Linked DNA regions of Sus scrofa: regions 1, 2 and 3 are each linked to region 4. Evidence: chromatin contacts called from public Hi-C and HiChIP or PLAC-seq data. All regions are on one chromosome and are shown on one strand. The core of a region is the stretch at or near the end of the contact, and the rest is flanking DNA. Distances in the headings are between cores, read along the strand shown.

Evidence for each region. A called contact is a pair of places that touch in the nucleus more often than the background predicts. HiChIP or PLAC-seq counts read pairs in DNA pulled down with a chosen protein or histone mark.
Region 1: a Hi-C map of skeletal muscle shows a contact between it and region 4, with 2.2 times the contacts expected there. The contact joins the promoter of BAG1 here to the promoter of B4GALT1 in region 4. A contact is called at or near these places in 5 of 47 Hi-C or Micro-C datasets (fetal heart ventricle, heart right ventricle, liver and 1 more) and 2 of 2 datasets of contacts at active chromatin or transcription factors (alveolar macrophages and skeletal muscle).
Region 2: a contact with region 4 is called in an H3K27ac HiChIP or PLAC-seq map of alveolar macrophages. The contact joins the promoter of NFX1 here to the promoter of B4GALT1 in region 4. A contact is called at or near these places in 4 of 47 Hi-C or Micro-C datasets (heart right ventricle, liver and retroperitoneal adipose tissue) and 1 of 2 datasets of contacts at active chromatin or transcription factors (alveolar macrophages).
Region 3: a contact with region 4 is called in an H3K27ac HiChIP or PLAC-seq map of skeletal muscle. The contact joins the promoter of SMU1 here to the promoter of B4GALT1 in region 4. A contact is called at or near these places in 2 of 5 promoter capture datasets (fetal skeletal muscle and liver), 18 of 47 Hi-C or Micro-C datasets (alveolar macrophages, blood, embryonic fibroblasts and 10 more) and 2 of 2 datasets of contacts at active chromatin or transcription factors (alveolar macrophages and skeletal muscle).

The regions. Positions count from the first base shown.
Region 1 is chr10:33,226,194-33,228,893 of Sscrofa11.1, reverse strand. BAG1 (BCL2 associated athanogene 1) reads right to left here and starts at 1,266. Exons shown (of 7, transcript NM_001244791.1): 1 at 868-1,266. The coding sequence starts at 1,036. CHMP5 (charged multivesicular body protein 5) reads left to right here and starts at 1,657. Exons shown (of 8, transcript NM_001244744.1): 1 at 1,657-1,754; 2 at 2,558-2,662. The coding sequence starts at 1,686.
Region 2 is chr10:33,199,377-33,202,098 of Sscrofa11.1, reverse strand. It overlaps NFX1 (transcriptional repressor NF-X1), which reads left to right and starts at 1,280. Exons shown (of 25, transcript XM_021064702.1): 1 at 1,280-1,472. The coding sequence starts at 1,352.
Region 3 is chr10:33,398,106-33,400,805 of Sscrofa11.1, reverse strand. SMU1 (DNA replication regulator and spliceosomal factor) reads right to left here and starts at 1,423. Exons shown (of 12, transcript NM_001243898.1): 1 at 1,361-1,423. The coding sequence starts at 1,386.
Region 4 is chr10:33,315,899-33,318,663 of Sscrofa11.1, reverse strand. It overlaps B4GALT1 (beta-1,4-galactosyltransferase 1), which reads right to left and starts at 1,369. Exons shown (of 6, transcript XM_003130680.4): 1 at 751-1,369. The coding sequence starts at 1,171.

The DNA of each region.
Region 1 (2,700 bases), core at 17-2,516, 90 kb after region 4:
TCTACTCTGTGTTGTACTAGTCAGGAACTATGTCTCCTTTGCTGTAATGTTTCTTCTTCAGCTTTCTCCCACTGGGCACCTGGTCACATACATGGCTGGTGCCCAATAAACAGACAAATGAGTGAATAAACTGAAACAGCAGAAAACTTCTTTTTGGAAGATTCCTTTCTGGGTATGTGGACAGTAAGGAGGTAGCCTGTGTCCAGCTCATTATGCCAACACTTAAGTCTGCTCGACAGCCGCATGAAGTCAGCAGGACAGGTGTTACTAATTCTACTTCACATAGAAGAAAGAGCTGCCTAGAAAGGAGCTATTCCAAGGTCACTCAAACCTGCAGAATTTAGAATCCTGGTCTACAGATTCTGAAGCCTTGAGGTCTCTACCAGTTGGTCCTGAAGAAACCCCATGAACTCAGCTCTCTAGAGAACTATCTTGTCTAGCTCTGTGTCAACTCCAACAGTAAGCAGACCCAAAGGGTGCCCAGAGTGTATGCCTGAACCCAACGAACTCAAACAGTAGATAGGAGTTACACATAGCAATCAGAAGCAACATGGCCAAATTCAAGCCTGGCATAAAGACCAACAACTACGCAGGCCCACACTTGTAACACACATAAGGACCACAACCCACGACGTGAAGCACTGACATCGTGGATCTTAAAAACGCTCTGAGATAAAATACACCAGCCACATGGAAAGGTGTGCCGAAACAAGACCCGTACAAAAGCCGGCCCCATGGCCAGACAAGATCCCATGCGTCCCGACACCAAACACAAGGACACACACTTCGAGAGGGCACATAGCCTAACCCACAGACCCCGACGGACTCTCGTAGCCCGGGATCAAGCCCACCGCAGCCCGCGCTCACTGTGGGTGACGGTCACGCTGAGCCCTGCTGCCGCCATTTCCTCGCTCCGGGCCACCTCTTCACTCAGGGCCGCCTCTTCGCTTCGGACCACCTCTTCGCTCCGGGACACCTCTTCGTTCCGGGTCACCTCTTCGCTCCCGGCCGAGCGAGGCCGCGCTTTCTTCTTCATCCGCGGCCTGCGAGAGCAGGCGGCGGCACCTCTGGTGGATCCCGCATGCCCTCTGGTCACACTCCGGACAGCTGATCGCTCGGAGGGAGGCGAACCGCGTTCGGCTGGGGGCACCGACTGACGCGGCTCCCGGCCCGGCCGAGGGGCGCGCCGCCGGGGGCCCAGCCGCTCCCGGTCGCCTCGCGGTCTCCGAGCGCCGCCGCTCTCCGCCAGACCCGCGTTTGTTGTCCTCCCAGCGGTGGGAACCTAGCTTGGCGTCCTGCCACCCCGCGGGTCCCCTTCCCCGCCTCGCCCGGGCCCGCCGGCCCCGCCCCTCAGAGCAGCCCAGCTGGCTTCTGCGGGCTCTGTTCCGAGGAAGCCGCCCCCAGGCCCCACCCACTCAGCGAGGCTCCGCCTGGCTCCTCTGGGGCCACGCCCACGACCGCCATTGAAGCCACGCCCCCTGCTGAATGTGCGTCCCTCACCTCTTACCTCCAGCCGCTCTCCTTCCCCGGAAGGCCCAGTTGAAGATCCGGAAAAAGGATCGGGAAACGCCAATAGGCACATTGCGCTTGCGCCAGGGTCCGGAAGTCAAGTCGGAGGCGGAGGTGACTCTGCTTCCGTTTCTGGTTTTGCTCCAGTGTTTAGGTTCTCTTTGCGGCTGTTCAAGATGAACCGATTCTTCGGGAAAGCGAAACCCAAGGCTCCGCCGCCCAGCTTGACCGACTGCATTGGCACGGTGGGCACTTTACCACACATAACTAGGCTCAGGGACTCTGACACTTCGACCCCGCCCACCCAAGGCTTCTACTCCTCCACTCCATTCCGGGGCCCGGGCTCATTACACCTCAGCTCTCGCCACCCCACTTTGGTTCTTGTTACCCAGGTCATTCGTGACGCCACAAATCAGGGACCCCCTAAGCCATCGCTGTCTCGCCCTACTCGTGCCCCACCCCTTCTGAAGCCCGCGTCCACTCACTCTTTATCCCCTCACTGGTTCACACACTCTTCCCACCTCGTCCAGTCGACCCCTAATTCCTCTACCATCGCTCATCCCTCTCTCACGTCCCCATCCTCGGTTTGATATCCTACCTCAACATTCTGAATCTCAGTAACACAAAATTCAGAACCCTGGCCTCTTATGTTAAGCCACCACTTTCTATTGAAGCAAATAGATCTACAGCCATAGCCTGGATCCACTGGGCACTGGCCTATTTCCTGATTGAGCCCCCAGCTGGACTAGTCTCTGATTCTAGAGAAATCTCAACTCAGACGAGGGGTTCTCAAATTATTTTTCTGCTCAAATACACTTGAGGGCAACTCTGGAATATTACAATCTGGGGTATAGTTTATAAAAGCCCCACCAGTGTTTCTGACCGGGTATCTTCCTCCCCACCATTAGAAATATCTGTTTTCACCTTTCACTTTATGCTCTTATTTTTCCTTTTTTTAATTCCTCTTTATTCACTCCTCTCCTGCCACTTTTCATGTAAATGTATTGCCATAACTACCACTGCCTTTGATATTTTTTTTTCCCTCAAGGTGGACAGCAGGGCAGAATCCATTGACAAGAAGATTTCTCGCCTGGATGCTGAGCTAGTGAAGTATAAGGATCAGATCAAAAAGATGAGAGAGGGTCCTGCAAAGGTAAGGTAGGCAGCACCTGCAGAAGGTGCTGTGACAGC
Region 2 (2,722 bases), core at 31-2,530, 120 kb after region 4:
GTTCCTAGTCGGATTCGTTAACCACTGCGCCACGACGGGAACTCCCTTTTACTAACTTCTTAATGCTCTTGGAATAAGATCTATTATCACATCCTGCAGGTGATGCACGTGATCTTCTTTACCTACTTCTCCAATTTCATACTGTGCCAAGCTCCTGACTCACTGTTCACCAGCAAATATTTCCATAACTTGAACTTAAGCTATTTCCTTCTTCCTTAACATTTGCACATACTATTATCTCTAACTCTTCACGTAGCTTACCCATCTCATCTGTCCAATTCAAAGAAAGCTGGCCACATTTTCTGGAGCAGATCCTATAAAGTCTATATCACTGTTTATTTCTTTCACAATGCAAATTATTCATTTGTAAATATAAATTACTCAGTTTTAACTTTTCCCCCCTAGACAGTTCACTTCATGAGGGCAGGAAGCATATTTCTTTTTCACCATTAACCTCCTCCAGCACTTAAAAAGACAAAATATGCATTATAACGGAAGTTAATGAAGACTTGTGTTTTTGGGGAAACCTGCACCACTGAATTACTTTACAAATGCAGATGCTTCACACTTAAATCTTGTGTTCTTCTTGGTAATGCAACAGCAAAACACACAAACAAAAGAACTCCACACATTCACCTAACAGTTTGTACTTTAAAAATTATCAGTGTCTCCAAACCTTTCCCCTAACGTTCAGTGTCAATCTATATTTGTCACCGTGCCCGCTCAAGCCCTTTGTCATATCTAATAAACGACCTTTCGTTTTCTAAACTGATTTGTAAGAGCCGATATGTGTATCATCTTTTTATCGTCTTTTTGCAGATTATTTTTTCCCAGGCTGCTTTTTAAAATTTTATCATTTAACCAATATTTTATTAGTCTAGCGACCTTCTATCCTGAGTTCATGGAATTTAAATTTACAACACTTAAAGAACAAAAACTAGTTATCCCACTTTCATAATAATTCCTGTAGAATTAATTTTTCCCTCAATTTGTTACACAACTTTCAGAGCAAGTTAGATTCCAGGCTGCCTTTCCACTACTTGTTTTTATTTTAACCCTAAGTCAGAATTACTCTAGTAAGGCGGTGATGTCTGAGCTGACTCCGGAAAACCAGGTGAAGCCGGTTGGGTGGCGGAATAAAAGCGCACGGTAGCAGGAGAGCACAGCGAATCTCAAAAGGAAAACGATAGATTACGCAAGCCCCAGCACGCCTACCCTCCCGGGACCTAGTCACCCACAGCCACTAGTTTCTTCCTTCAGCCTTACGCCTGGTGCGTCTATCTGACGTCATGACGCACCACACAGTCTCCACAGGCCGCGCAAGCTCTGTGGCCGTCCACCGGGCGCGCGGATGCGAATATTCTCCCGGCGCCGGAAGTCCAGGGCACGTGACCGGGTGACAGCGCTTGCTGGGCTGCAGGGCTCGCCTCAGGTGTTGCGGCACGGGATGGCGGAGGCGCCTCCTGTCTCAGGTACTGTCCTGGCCCTCACGGGACTGGGCCCTTCGCGAGTAGCGGAAATTGGGTCAGTGACGAGTCCTAAGGCACTGGCCATTCGTATCGCGAGAGTGGCGCGTCCTAGGGTTGGGATAGTGGCTCGGAAGGGCCAAGCCACGCGCGTCTTGCATACAGATCTCTTAACCATCTTCCACCGTGTGGAGAAGCTCGGCAGCTGGTTTTCCTCAGAGAGCGGGGTTGTCCCAGGGCGTTGATGTGGGTATCCCGCTCTCTTCAGGGCTCATCTCGGCCTTCCTGGGGCAGCGGCCGCACGGATATCCGACAGGCGGGCGTCAGTCGGGTCACCGCCCTTGACGGTGGCGGGCTCTTGACGCGAGGCAGGTTTGCGCGCTGTACTTCAGGAGTACTCGTGTGTCCTGGGGCAGCACTGCGAGCGCGAGCGAAAGACCTGTGGTTTCCATTCTCACCCTGCCGCAGCTCACAGTGTGACTGGGTGTTTTCCTCATCTTTGAGTTAGGAGTAAATAAATCAACTGTTGCGAAGGTTCCCGCCGATACTGTAACCTGTTACTTCCTCTACTGGAATTGTCTCTGTGTGTGCAGGCAGCCGAATTTGTTATTAATATAACGGCTGTTAATGTAACACCCATTTCCACTTCCTTCAAGGTACGTTAGATCTTTGTTTTCCAAACTCTTTGGACAGTGACCGAAAAGGAGCGTTTTCCATCTTGACCTCAGTGCACACAGAACTAAATATGAAAGCGAACCGAAAGTTTCAGGAAGCAATAGTTTTCCTTACTATCTCTAATGCACTCTAATACATATTTCGTTTGAAAAAAATACTTGTCACAATCCACTATGTGATTTGATTTCCTGACCCACTGTTTCTGAGAAAGGGGGCAGCAATTTGCAACACGAGGTTTGTGAACAGTCATTAATTTAAGACTTAGTTCTGCTACCTACCAGCTGTTGGGGCACCAAAAAGAGTATATATGTATTTGTGTACTTGGTGGCAGGTAAAATGTATTTATTACTATGGGTCTTGGTCAAAAAAGTTGGATAACACACTGCATCTATGTACCCCTGTCCTGATACAGGTATTAAGTCATCTTGGAGGGGGTTCCTTTTTAGGCTGGTGTTTTGTTATTCTCCCACCCATTTTTTTCCTAGATCCTCTAAATTGGATTCATTAGTCTTCCTAACCTTAGACTCACTTCTGGCCCATTTCTACATCCTTCAGTGTTTGAAGCAGAATTGAGTGGGGCT
Region 3 (2,700 bases), core at 174-2,673, 82 kb before region 4:
GAGATAGGCTGGGATTTCAATCAGAGTTCTTTCACTAACTGTGACTTGCAGACAAGTCAATTAACATCTCTTTGCCTGTTTCCTCATCTGTTAAGAAAAATACCTACCCTGTAGGATTGATCAAAGGGATTGACTACAACACATAGTGTAACTAGCATAGAGAATACTTAGTAAATAGCAGCAATTACTGATCACAAAAACATGCTGCAGCCAAGGCTGGGAGGATGGTCAGTGCCCGATTTTATTCAGGCCCCAAAGGGTGGATTCCTTTCCAACTCCTGCCATAACTGTCTTCACTGTCCATCTTTGCTTTATTTTTCTCCACAACACTTACAGCCATCTGCTAAGCTATCTTACTTACTGATTTTGTCTGCTGTCTGCCTTCCCCATCACAATGTACTTTCCCTAAGAGCAAGGGTTATTGTCTGTTTCGTTCACTACTACAGTCCCAGGGGCTAGAACAAATATACACAGTAGATCTCAGTATTTGCTAAATGAATAAACCTCCCTTCCTCCTATGGCAGATCTTCAGGACAAGTCCTCTCCTTTACACTCAGGACACAAATGTTGTCTGCTGACTTAACTACTAAGCGTTGGCAAGAACAAGGTGGAGGATGGAGTCCTGGAGAAGTTTACTGAAGACTTTCTTCAATCATTCGTTAGTCCCCCTCTCTCCCAAATTTATCATTCTCCTTGCCCAATCTCCAAATTCTGTCCCTCCTTTGTGACTACAGAGCTCACACGCTAAATAAAATTCAGCGCCAGACAGAACCTGATAAAATAGTCGTTCATTCATTCTAAAAGCAATTATTGAGCCTTTACGATGGGCTGGGAATTGGGACTATAATGCAAACGAGTCCCTAGGAGCTATACAGGTTAGTAGGATGGGCAGAAAAACGGTGACGATACCAAAAGCTGTGCAGAAGAAAGCAAAGGACGGTGCACGCACAGGGAGGAAACCACCACGGTGTTCGATGGGGACGGGAAGAGATGGATGGCGTCGAGCCCAGCCCCCTTGTGCTGATAGACCGGAATCCAAATAGGATGGCTAATTTGCTCAGTTACAAGGTACAGCAGAAGTTGGCGAGGGCTAGAATTCAGGTTTTCCAGGAGTCTCCTTCCCCCAGCCCCGCGCCACCTTCCACAGGGCTTTGGGCTTCTCATCTGCTACCTCTCTGTAGGTCCACCTCCAAGGTAGCCAGATCCCAAAAGCTTCTTTATAGGAAAGGAAATGCCCCTCCGCTCCCCAGCCTCTCGGACGCCTCCCCCGAGCAGCTTCCACCACCTCCCACTCCCACCCCCGCAACCCTCTGCCTCCCGGCCCCGGCCACTTCGGTAACATTCCCACTGCAGGACTCACTCCGAGGACTCGATTTCGATCGACATGGCTCTAGCTTCCTGAGCGCAGGCCTCACTCCACTCTAAGGCCCAGCCGCGCAACGCACCAACGACACCTCCGGCGGCCCCTATACGTCACTTCCGCTCGACGTCAGACGCAGGCTCTGGGCGCGGTCTGTACGGAAGAGGGGCGTGGAGTACGTGAGGGGCGGAGCTTCAACTCTTCTGTCGAGAGTTGGAACATAGGCACCGGCTCCTATAGAATCCTTTCTTTTTCTTGGAGGGGAAGTTATCCTTAAAGGACTGGTTTTAAAATTTTTCTTTTTTGGTTTACTTTTTAATTAGTTGACTAGATTTAAAGGTATAGTTGGATTGGGAGTTCCCGCTGTGGCGCAGTGGGTTGAGAACCTGACTGCTGCAGTTCAGGTTGCTGAGGAGGCATGGGTTCAAAACTAGCGCAGAGCATAGGTTACAGCTGCGGCTCGGAATCAGTCCCTGGTTCTGGAACTTCCATACGCCATGAATGTAGCCAATAAAAAAAGAGTTGGATTTACAATACATCTCTGGGAGATTAAGACATTGGAAACCAGTGGCCCAGTTAGCAACATTTGTAGAAGAGTTCATTAAGTTTAAGTGAATAAATGAAAGATTTTAAAGCCAAAACACATTTAAATTAATCTGATTAAGTTTGGGCCTTAGGGATTTGCATATTCACTTCTTCGAAAGAGCTAGATTACTTGTAGCATTTCCAACTAAGTATTTACTTGAAAATGGTTTCACAACAGTGATGCAATTACAAGAAAAACGACGAAGGCAAATACAAATATGTAAAAGGAGATTTGCGACTTCTTTTAATAGACTTTAAGCCATACGTAATTAAATTAGCAGAGACAAGTGAAAAGTAGAGATATTAATGAATTTCATGTAGGTTATTTTTTTAAATATTTTTTTGCCATCCTTTGTAATTTTTAAAAAAATATTTGCAGCACAATGGTAAGAAATCTGTGTTGTAAAATTTGTATTTTTAAGCCATTCCCACAGCATGTGAAATTCTCAGGGCCAGGAACTGAACCCCAGGGGGATCTGTAACAGCAGTGACAACACCAGATCCTTAACCCACTGAGCCACCAGGGAACTCCTGACTTTTAATCTCTGATTGACAGCCAATGCTCAGCATCACAAACTATCCTCATCCATGTTTCCTCTGTAACAGCAGATTTGACTATGACATTTGTTACTTTATATAATCAAACTGCACTCTTTACCTAGTTAGGAAGTTTCTTCCCCCACTAAACTAGTTGCTTATGTAAATCTTCTGTATCCCAACTATATAACCCATCAATTTCCATATCATTCCCATAC
Region 4 (2,765 bases), core at 120-2,619:
TCATACAAACACCCTCAGCCCCTTGGGAGGGCCTTAGGTTTGGGGAACAAATAAGGGCAAGAAGCAGGGTAGGAGGGCCATAGGGCTGATCTTCCCTGAGGAGGGATTCACACAGGGGAGGAACAGAACACAACAGTGACAATTTACTCAATGAAAACTCTTGTTTATACTATGTCATCTAATCTTCCAAAATACTCCCCTGAAACAGGTACCACTTATTGTTCCCTTTTAGCAAATGAGAAACCAGAGCTTTCCGGGCAAGTCATTTGCCCAAAAGCTCAGGAAAAAAAGTTAGCACACACTCAGGAGATAGCAGTTCTCTGGGAAGACAGGAGACGTGATCTGGGAGGTCGGCTCCCTTCCCTACTGGAGGCCTCACCATCGCTAGAGCTCGTTTCTCTGCGCTGCACTGTAGTGCCTACCACAGCTAGCAGGGCGAAGGCTGCTCCAAGTCGACTCAAACTCTCAAAACTTCTTGAGGTTTGGGCCAGAGCAAGGAAGTCTCCAAGGCCTTCTCCGGTTCTGGGGCCAAGAAGGGCCTAGGCTTTCCTAAACCGTCCCCGCCCCAGCCTCTAACACCAGTCCGAAGGGATTCACCTCCCAACCTCCCACCCCCATCCAGCCGGGAACCTCTGTTTGGGATTAGGGACTCTGATCCACAATAAAGAGACCGGCTGTCATAGAAAAGGTCAGGGGAGAACGTCCGGGGGATCCTGTCTGGGAAATTCGGGGAAGTCCCCGAATCCTTACCGAGCAGCGGGGACTCCTCAGGGCATGCGGGCGGCAACCGTGCTGCGGTGGAGGGCACTGGGGCCGAAGTCAAGTTGCTGGCGGGTCCCGGGCCCGGGCGAGAGTCTGCGTCTGGGCTGGAGTCGCCACCCGAGCTCGGCTTGGAGGAGGCGCGCAAAGGCGGCTGCGGTGCGGCCCCTCGGGGCCGGAGCTCCCCGGAGGGCTGCCCGATGGCGGCGGCGCTGTTAGAGCCGCCCTGCAGCGGTGTGGGGACCCCGACCAGCTGAGGCAGGCGGCTTAGGTCGCGGCCAGTCAGGTAGTAGATGAGGGTGACGCCAAGATGCAGCGCGCAGACAGCCACGAGCAGGCGGCAGGCCCGTTGCAAGGACGCGCCCGGCATCGTCGCGGCGCTGCCGCCCAGGAGCGGCTCCCGAAACCTCATCTTCCCGCCGCCGCTTTAAGAGGGGGTGGGCTACGGTGGGGAGGGCGGCCCGCCCGCGGGCCGCCAGCCAGGCACTGCCCGACCACTGTAATTGGGGGAGGGACCAGTGGGAAGGCGAGGGAGCGGCGCCGGCGGACAAGCCGCGGAACTCGGAGACTGGCCGGCTCCACAGCCGAGCAAGCAGAAGTGCGCCTGGGGCGCGGGCGCGGACAGGGGCGGGGCCGGGGCCTCCAGCGGGGCGGGAGCGGGGCAGCTGGTAGGAGCAGGGTTTTCGGAACGGGGGCTGGAGGGCGGGGCCTTCGGGGGCGGGGCCTCTGGAGCTGCTGGTGTCGGAGCACTTTCGGGAATACTTTGCAATCCGCAGGCATGGGGCTGGGGCTTCAGGCTCCCACCTGCCCTCCTCCCCAGCCTGCTCAGTGGGCCTTTGGCCCTACTAAACCGAGCTTCCTCCTCTTCCTCTTCCTCCGAGCTGTCCCCGAGAGGTGCCGCCACTTCCTGCAGTGCCGAAGGGCTAGGGTATGCGCCTGGGCCTGCTGCGCGGCAGCAGAGAAGAGGGCGGAGAAAAGAGCAGGCTGGTTGTGATCTCGAGGGGTTGGGAGTCCTAGCGGTGGGCCTTTCCGGACGGTGGGCCTCTGTAGGCCTGCGGGGTCCGGAAGAGAAGCAGAAAAAGGTTGCCCAGGAAACGGCTTCGACGGCCGGCCGGAGGTAGGACAACCGAAGAGGGATTCTCTGAAACATTCGGAACACCCTCCCTTGGCCGAGCGAGGCTCCTCTATCTAGGTGAGGGCCCAGCAAAGAGGCACGGAAAAGAAAACGCTCACTCTCCTAAAGCCAGGGTTAGGGGATCTCAAAGACCCGCCCAGCTCGGTTTAGGGGTGTGTGGGTGCCTCTTCTAGCGCATCCCACACCATGCTTTGAGTGGGAGAGTGGCAAAGCGCCTCAGTAACTCCCACACCGCCATGCTGGAGGAGAGCAGCCAGCTTTATTTACAGTCTACACGGGCCTGGACACAATCCCATGGAGTGGGACTTGTCCCCATTTTACAGAGAATGTTTGAAGCTCAGGAAAATTAAGAAGCTTGCCTAAGATCCCACAGCTGGTGAGAGGCAGAAGCAGAATTCTGGCTCTAAAACCTTTGCTTACCACTTGTTAATATGCAAGTAAGGGCTGGAAACTGTGCAGGTGAGTTTTAGGCGCTGAAGTTGCTTAGTTCTAATTTGACCCAGAGGCCACTGGTCCTGCCCACTGATTGCCTGAAAGAGCAGAGACACCTCATTCCTGAGAAGGACTGGTGGAGGTGCTGTCATTTACATGAATGGGGAAGCTGAGGGCTGAGGCAGCCAACTCTGAAGAGGAGGAAATAATAACAATGCTTCCATAGACTGAGTTTCCTATATGCCAGGAAGTCTAGTTGCAACACTGTGAATTAGGCATTTGTTAACTGTTGCCATTTCACAGAGGAGAAAACTGAGGCTTGGGTATCACAGGGTTGTGATCACACAGAATCATCTTTCTTCCCTTGGCTTCCTGGACACCCAGCTTTCCTGATCTTCACTGGCCACTCCTTTGCCTCTTTTGTGGGCTTCTCTTCCCC